2 separate regions of the Mus musculus genome follow, and region 2 is linked to region 1. A link is a contact called in public Hi-C data. All regions are on one chromosome and are shown on one strand. Each heading gives the region's core, a stretch centred on a gene start, on an enhancer-like site or on the middle of the called end of the contact. The rest is flanking DNA. Distances are from core to core; before and after follow the strand shown. Region 1 overlaps Cnga1 (cyclic nucleotide gated channel alpha 1). Region 2 holds the start of Cnga1 (cyclic nucleotide gated channel alpha 1).

Region 1 (3,593 bases), core at 324-2,823:
GCAGTATTATTATATGATAAGTTACACACTTGGTTCCAGTTCTCAATTTCTGGCATACCATTGTTAACAATTTTTATGATTTCCCAAGAAAGCAAAGTGCTAGCTGTATCTTTGTTCTAATATTCGGTCTTGGCTTCAGCCCTTGCTGCAGAGCTCCAGAGTGCTTTGAATTCCTTGGATGATAAGGGTATCTTTGTTCTATGGAGGCAGGCAACTCTTGTTAGGCTCCTAGGGGTGGCTGGTCACAAAACACACTATGTTCAGAAGCTTGGGATTTTTCAACTCCATCCCCACTTCTTCCAGGAGAGGAAGAGGGGCTGGCAAGAAACTTAACCGTCTGTCACCGCCATATGATAAAGCCTTCCATAAAAATCATCAACTTTGGCAAGCCGAGAGCAGGCAAGTAAGAGAGCAAACGCAGAGAGTTAGAAGGGTGTTGTAACCCAGCGCCATGAAGACAGAAGCCCCCACTCTCAAAGCCTTCCACACTGGTCCTCTCTGCTACTGCATTTCCTTGTCCAGCCATACCACTTATCATGTCCTTTATTAAGAGAATAAACCATTGTGTGGATTTGGGGGCGAGGGGGGTTAGTGTGCTATGCTAACAAATACCTGATCCTGGGGAGGGGTTGTAGGAACCATAATGTAGAGCTATTTGAGCAGAAATGCAAGTTGGGTCATGTGTCTGATGTCTGAAGTCAGGGCGAACCTTATGAGCCCAGCCCTTAACCTGTGGAGTCTCACTAACTCCAGGTAGCTTCAGAACTGACTAAATTGCAGCTGGTGTTATAGATACTTAATAATTAGGAGCACTGATTGCTCTTCCAGAGGTCTGGAGTTCAATTCCCAGCAACCACATGATGGCTCACAATCATCTGTAATGCTATCCAATGCCCTTTTCTGGTGTGTCTGAGGATAGCTACAGCATACTCATAGATTAAATAAATAAATAAATAAATAAATAAATAAATAAATAAATAAATAAATAAATAAATCTGGGCTGGAGAGATGACTCAGTGGTTAAGAGCATTGACCTCTCTTCCAGAGGTCCTGAGTTCAATTCCCAGCAACCATATGGTCCTCTTCTGGTGTGTCTGAAGACAGCTACAGTGTACTCATATAAATAAAATAAATAAATCCTTTTTTTAAAGATGCTTAATAACTCATACTACTCCTTGGCAGAATCCAAGCCCTACTCTTAGGTGCCTGCCCTGCCATCTCAACGCTTGGCATGGTTATGTTTTTCACCTTCAGCGTGAGATGTAAATAGCTCTTCAGACTACATTTGCACGTCTTAATCTCATCCTCCAGGCTGTCTCTAATCCCCCTCAGATCTTCTTTTCTGTGCTGTGGGGCTTGTGCGATGAACCTAGGGCTGCAGCAGTACAAGGAGAGTTCATTTCTTCTCCCATAGCAGCAACAAAAGCTGTAAGGAAGCTCTGGCAACTTAGCACTGCTCCGACACTTAGAGAGCATCCTTTTGTGATTATTAGAGGCTTCTGTGTTGTGTGTAATTGTTACCTTTACAGTGGGGAGCTGTGTAGAAACAGTGAGCTTACACCTGCTTACTAAACACACTTCCACTAGAGAGCTATCGGTTGGTACTCCCTACTGACTGATACACTACCATGAACTACACCGTTTGTTTATGTTTCCTATAAAACCTTTATTAAGCCTCTTCTGTAAATCAATGACATGCTTCTTTGTGCCCTTTTAAGTATCTCCATGTATGGCAGCAATTGCCCCTTACCCACCAATATTGACTAAATATTTCTGTTCTTTCTATTCTTCTGCCTGGCGTAAACCCAATGAATAGGGTAAAGAAGGGAAACCACCAATCTACATTAACAAGCTTACTTAGGAGGCCGGGGTGATGGCTCAGAGCATAAGAGCCCTGGATGCTCTTCCAGAGGACATGAGTTCAGTTCTCAGTACCCACAGTGCAGTTCATAACAGTTTGTAACTCCAGGTCTAGGGGATCTGACACCCTCTTTTGGCCTTCTCAGGCATTTGGTGCACACAGTTCACAGACATACATGCAAGCAAAACACTCATATACATAAAATAAAAATAAAAGGTAAAGAAAAAAAATAAGGTGTCCTAGTAACATCTTCCTGGATCAGCAGGAATGACTTAAGCCAATGAGTAAGACCATGTTACTCATGTTTGCCACCCGACCCACCCGACCGAGGTTGTGAGTTTATCCTGAAGAACAGTAGGGTTTGGAAACGTCATTATGTGGTAGAGATAAAAGCAAGAAATTTCAAAAGACTCAAAACAGATCATACTTACCTGTCCTTGTTCGTACAAACATATCGGCAAGATAGACTACATCTGATACGTAATCAAAAATGAGCCAGTATTCTAGGTAATCAGACTGGAGTTCATCAAAACATGCTCTATAAAAGAAAGAAATGTATAAATAAAAGACATGGAGACTACTTGGAATCAAAGGTCCCTTTGTATAATTTTTTTCATACAACATGCTAAAGTTAGCGAGGTCTGTAAGAACACATTTAGTCAATCACAGTTTCCCTAAATCCCTTTTTGGGTGGTTATGGTTCATTTTCTCACACTTCTGAATTCTAATATCGTTTCCACCAATACTAGTTGGGTTTATAAAGATATCAGATAACCAGGCATGGTGGAACATTCCTTTAATCCCAAACACTAGGGAGGCAAGGCAGGAAGATCTGTGTGTTTAAGACCAGCCTGGTCTAAATGGAGAGGTTCAGGACAGCCAGGGCTACACAGAGAAACCCTGTCTGGAAAACAACAACAACCACAACAAAGAATAAAGTGTCTCAGCTGGGAGGATCCTCTCATTGATAAAGTGTTTGCTGTGTAAGCATGATGCTCTGAATTCACTCCTCAGAACCACGTTAACAACAGCATCAACAACAGAACAGCCATAGTGTCATATGCTTAGCATCCTAGCTCTGGAGAAGCAGAGAGGAGCAGCCCTCCCCACCCCATCACACCCCATTTTGCTATCCAGCCAGCCTAGATATACTGGGCTAGTTCCATGTCAATGAAAGATTCTATCTCAAATGCAAAGTAGATAGTATCCTGAGGACACACAAGGCTGACCTCTGGTCTCCACATATATATACATACATGTGTACACAAACACTCACAAAACACACATATGGACACAAACACACAACAAAACACACATATGCACACACATACACACACATAAAAATTAGCTTACAACTAAAGTCAAATCTCATCAGGACTGTGAAGCCCAATGATCACAAAGTTTGCATTCCCTATCTATACCCAAAAAGTTTCAGGGAAAATGTTCCTACCCTTCAACAACTAAGATGTTCAAGATATTACATCCTTCATTATTTTTCGCTATGGGCAATATTTTTTTTCTAGGCCAAAAATTATAGTTTCTCCCACTGACTGAACAACCAGAAGTTTGAAAACTTCTTCTACTTTCATCTCCATCCCATCCCAGGACTGTGTGTCTAAGCACATTAAGAATAAAAGACATTCTAACCTCAGGCAGACACATTGGGAAGGATTCAGCCATCCATCCTTTCCTACTTTTCTCTTGCTCTGAAGAGCCCTAAGGTCAAAGTATG
Region 2 (3,568 bases), core at 1,057-3,556, 34 kb after region 1:
AGGGAGCGTCTCTAATGGCACAAGGGGCAGCAGCTAAAGATGCGGTCTCTGAAGCACATTAAGTTCTGATGCACCACAGTCAACTTCTTTTGTTTGGTGGCTGAGATAGCAACGACTCTGCGGACTGAGAAATGACCTCACACGTCAGCTGATGACAGAAGAGGTAGCAAGCACAGTGGGCATAGAAATAGAAACTCCAAAATGTACAAAGCCAGTAACTAGGCACATAGTGATAGGAACATTTCTTAAAGCTTTTTTTGAATAGCATCTAACTTTCTAATATAGAATAAAATTACTAACCCTTGAGAAAACATGAAACCATAATAAAAAAAAGATAATAAGAATGATAAATGGCAGTTTTTAAATATACAAAAATAAAATTTGGTAGTAGTTGGTAAGAGTTATTTATCTAAGGCCTAATTTAAGTACGCATGTGCTTCTTATATAGCAGCTGTGCAGACGGATCTTCATGCAGGTCCCCCAGCAACTGGAGCAGGGGCTGTCCCTGACTCTGTTGCCTGCCTGTGGATCCCATTTCCCTAACGGAGCCTTGTCAAGGCTCAATAAGAGAAGATGCACCTAGTTCTGCAGTGACTTGCTGTGCTGGAGTGGGTTGGTACCCAGGAGGGGGCTCCTCCTTCTCAAAGGAGAATGGGAAGGAGGGAGAAGGGCTGTGTGAGGGGGTGGATGGGAAGAGAGAGGTGAGGCTGTAATCAGTATATAAAGTGAATAAATAATTAATGGGGAAAAAGAAGACATTCACATGTTTACTGTGGGGAGTTAACGACGTCGTGGTAAGGCAGGGAGATGGCTCAGCAGTTGAAGAGACAGCTGTGCAAATGTAAGGACCTGAGTTCGGGGAACCAGAAACCCATGGAAACGCCACCAGGGCACCATGGTCTGCCCGTAATGCCAGAAGAGGCTCGGCAGGGGAGCTTTAACCTAACTAGCAAGGTGAGCCATACTGGCAATCTCAGAGGAGAGACTCTGCCTCAATGAACAAGGGGGAAGAAAGGATGATTCGGGACTTCAACCTCAGTCCTTCACATGCACGCTTACATACACACACATAACATACCCCATATAACACACACAACATAAACATAAACACCACATACAAATATATATACATGTGCACAACACACACATAATCACCACATACATGCTCACACCCATACATACACACATACACATATACACCCCACATCCGATATAACACACACATACACACACCAAACCATACACACACAACACACACATACACACAGATAAACACACACAGGCACACACACCCCCATACATACAGGCACATACCACATACACACATACTACATACATACCACACACACATACACATATATACACATAAAATCACACCCATATACACAGGCACACACACAGGTATAACACACACACACACACACACACACACACACACACACATTCCCACACTGAAAAGGTGAGAAGAAAAAAAAAAAAAGAAGAAGGTGAAATTTTGGCTCTCCCTGAAGAGAAAGGGCTGCCCTGGTAAGTCACTTCCTCTTCCAAAGACCACATCTTCATCTCTTGATAGGGGATCAGGTTGTCATAAAAGTAGTTATAAAGCTACCAAACATGTCTAAGTTTCCAACAAATAGGAATTTATATTTTCACAGTTAATTCATTGTTACCATTCATGTGAATTTGATACCCAACTTTCAAATATGGTAAAGAGAAAGAGAAATTAATATTTAGTACTTTCTTTAGGGAAAACACATACCTGTTGTGGTTACTACATTTGACTTTTAAAAACAAATTTTAGATTCACAAAAACTCAGTGTTATTTACTAGGGCTATAATATTCAGATTAGCAAAGTCCTTTATTTATTGCTATTTTTAACTAAATTTGCATCTTTCTTGGCAAATCTGAATCTCTGGCAGAGACTCTATAGAGATTCAATTATCAGCTACTTCTAAAATGTCTGTATCATGAGAACCAACACAAAACCTAGGACAAAAACACATGTCAGCATAAATTAAAAAAAAAATACAACTGAAATTACCACTGGATTCTTACCTGCGCTTGTTTAAATGAGACTTCTGTCTTCTTGCAGGGCCAATCAGTGGTACATCCAAAACAGACGCAGATATATGGTTAATGTTGGCATTGTCAAAATCCAGATGCAAGTTTTCCTTAGTAATAACTATGATGTGGTTTCTCCTCTCCTTAAGCAGCACAAATGGCTCGTTTTTATTAATTATTCCTCAGAAAAGACAGGTCCATGGCATTGGCAGGGGAGGATGTTCGTGGCTCAGTACTGGATTTGGGGATTTGTGTGTAGATGAGAATAACAGCCGCCAGGTCATCATTATCCTTAGCTTGAACCTGAGCTCATTAATATGTATGCAAGTGATAAACATAAAGGCCTTTCTCAAAGCCGGTCGCCTAACCTGTCTGAAAGTAAGCCAAAAGGAATACTGCCTAGTGGGTTTTCTTAAAATTGTTTTGCCAATTTTCCTCAGGGTTATAATACTATAAGTTTATCATTAGGATTAAAATGAGACACTGCAATGTGGCTATCTGTGGAAGTCTCCAAACGCTGGGCAGGGTGTTCCTATAACTTTTAACAGCCGCATAGCGCCGAGAGAGAAGAACTACTTTGTAGTAGTTGCCTGTGTTCTTACACACTTGCTTGATTTCAAAGCTGAAGATTCTTATTCTTCTTCTTCTTCTTCTTCTTCTTCTTCTTCTTCTTCTTCTTCTTCTTCTTCTTCTTCTTCTTCTTCTTCTTCTTCTTTTTCTAGCTCAAAATACCCATTTCTAGGATTAGTTTGGGGGCAGTCTTTTCTAATCCTACCTCACACATAGAAGATGCAACTAAAATCTGTCCAACAGATGTGTTCATGCAGCCGGATTTGCCTGCCATAGGGACTTTCTTCAAAGTGGCCATAATGAACTAAATAACTGCTGGGAGCAGCCACTCCTGAACGCCTGTGACAAACAAGCAGGGAAGCTGTTCCGAGGTCTAAGAGTACACAGGAGTCCTGTCTTCAGAGACTGTGCTGAGGAGAGACAGACACCATTAAGACATATTGGGATACAGTCCTGAGGGACCATAGGCAAGGGGCACAAATTCTTGAGATGGAAGGAAAGAGAACTAGAAGGCTTTGGGGAGAGGTGCGATTTTTGCTGAAATTGTAGTTATGTGGAAATTTTGTCTCTATATATGAAACCGACAGTAATCCTAGGGGTAGTTTTCTTTTTCCCTCCATGGCATGATTAGCTTGACCCAGTCTCCCTATCATCGAGTTTCTTTCCCTGGGACCCGCAGTAACCTTGACTGACAGAAAGAACAGAGCCACACAGATTATCTACTTAGTATCTACTTTCAACCGGGCCCTCTGTCCTGCTTTGTCAGCGTCCTCTAAGTCTTTATAATCCTATTTAAAGTGCCTGTAACTATAGAATGCCCATTTGCATGGAATTGATTGTTTACAGATTTTCATTTTTTAAAAAAGATGTGATTTGAGACATTCTGGCTCGTCACTCCATGTTCTTAAGCATTTAATAATCTGTGTCCCAGACCAC

Evidence for each region. A called contact is a pair of places that touch in the nucleus more often than the background predicts.
Region 2: a Hi-C map of rod photoreceptor shows a contact between it and region 1, with 2.8 times the contacts expected there. The contact joins the promoter of Cnga1 here to the enhancer-like site in region 1. A contact is called at or near these places in 2 of 39 promoter capture datasets (the SN4741 cell line and embryonic stem cells), 2 of 15 datasets of contacts at CTCF or cohesin (CD8 T cells and the NIH/3T3 cell line), 12 of 484 Hi-C or Micro-C datasets (CD4 T cells, CD8 T cells, CD8 central memory T cells and 7 more), 5 of 115 datasets of contacts at active chromatin or transcription factors (CD8 T cells, the SCID.adh cell line, embryonic stem cells and 2 more) and 3 of 9 other capture datasets (adipose tissue, liver and pancreatic islet).

Annotation. Positions count from the first base shown.
Region 1 is chr5:72,607,163-72,610,755 of GRCm38.p6, forward strand. Cnga1 (cyclic nucleotide gated channel alpha 1) reads right to left here. Exons shown (of 9, transcript NM_007723.2): 8 at 2,293-2,399. Among named protein-coding and RNA genes, the nearest start is that of Zar1, 28 kb to the left of the region's middle. Within about 2 kb of position 1,574, at least 2 of the 459 cell types and tissues checked have an H3K27ac peak or open chromatin away from gene starts, as enhancers often do. A contact at or near this core is called in rod photoreceptor, where this site is marked.
Region 2 is chr5:72,640,446-72,644,013 of GRCm38.p6, forward strand. It overlaps Cnga1 (cyclic nucleotide gated channel alpha 1), which reads right to left and starts at 2,307. Exons shown (of 9, transcript NM_007723.2): 1 at 2,057-2,307.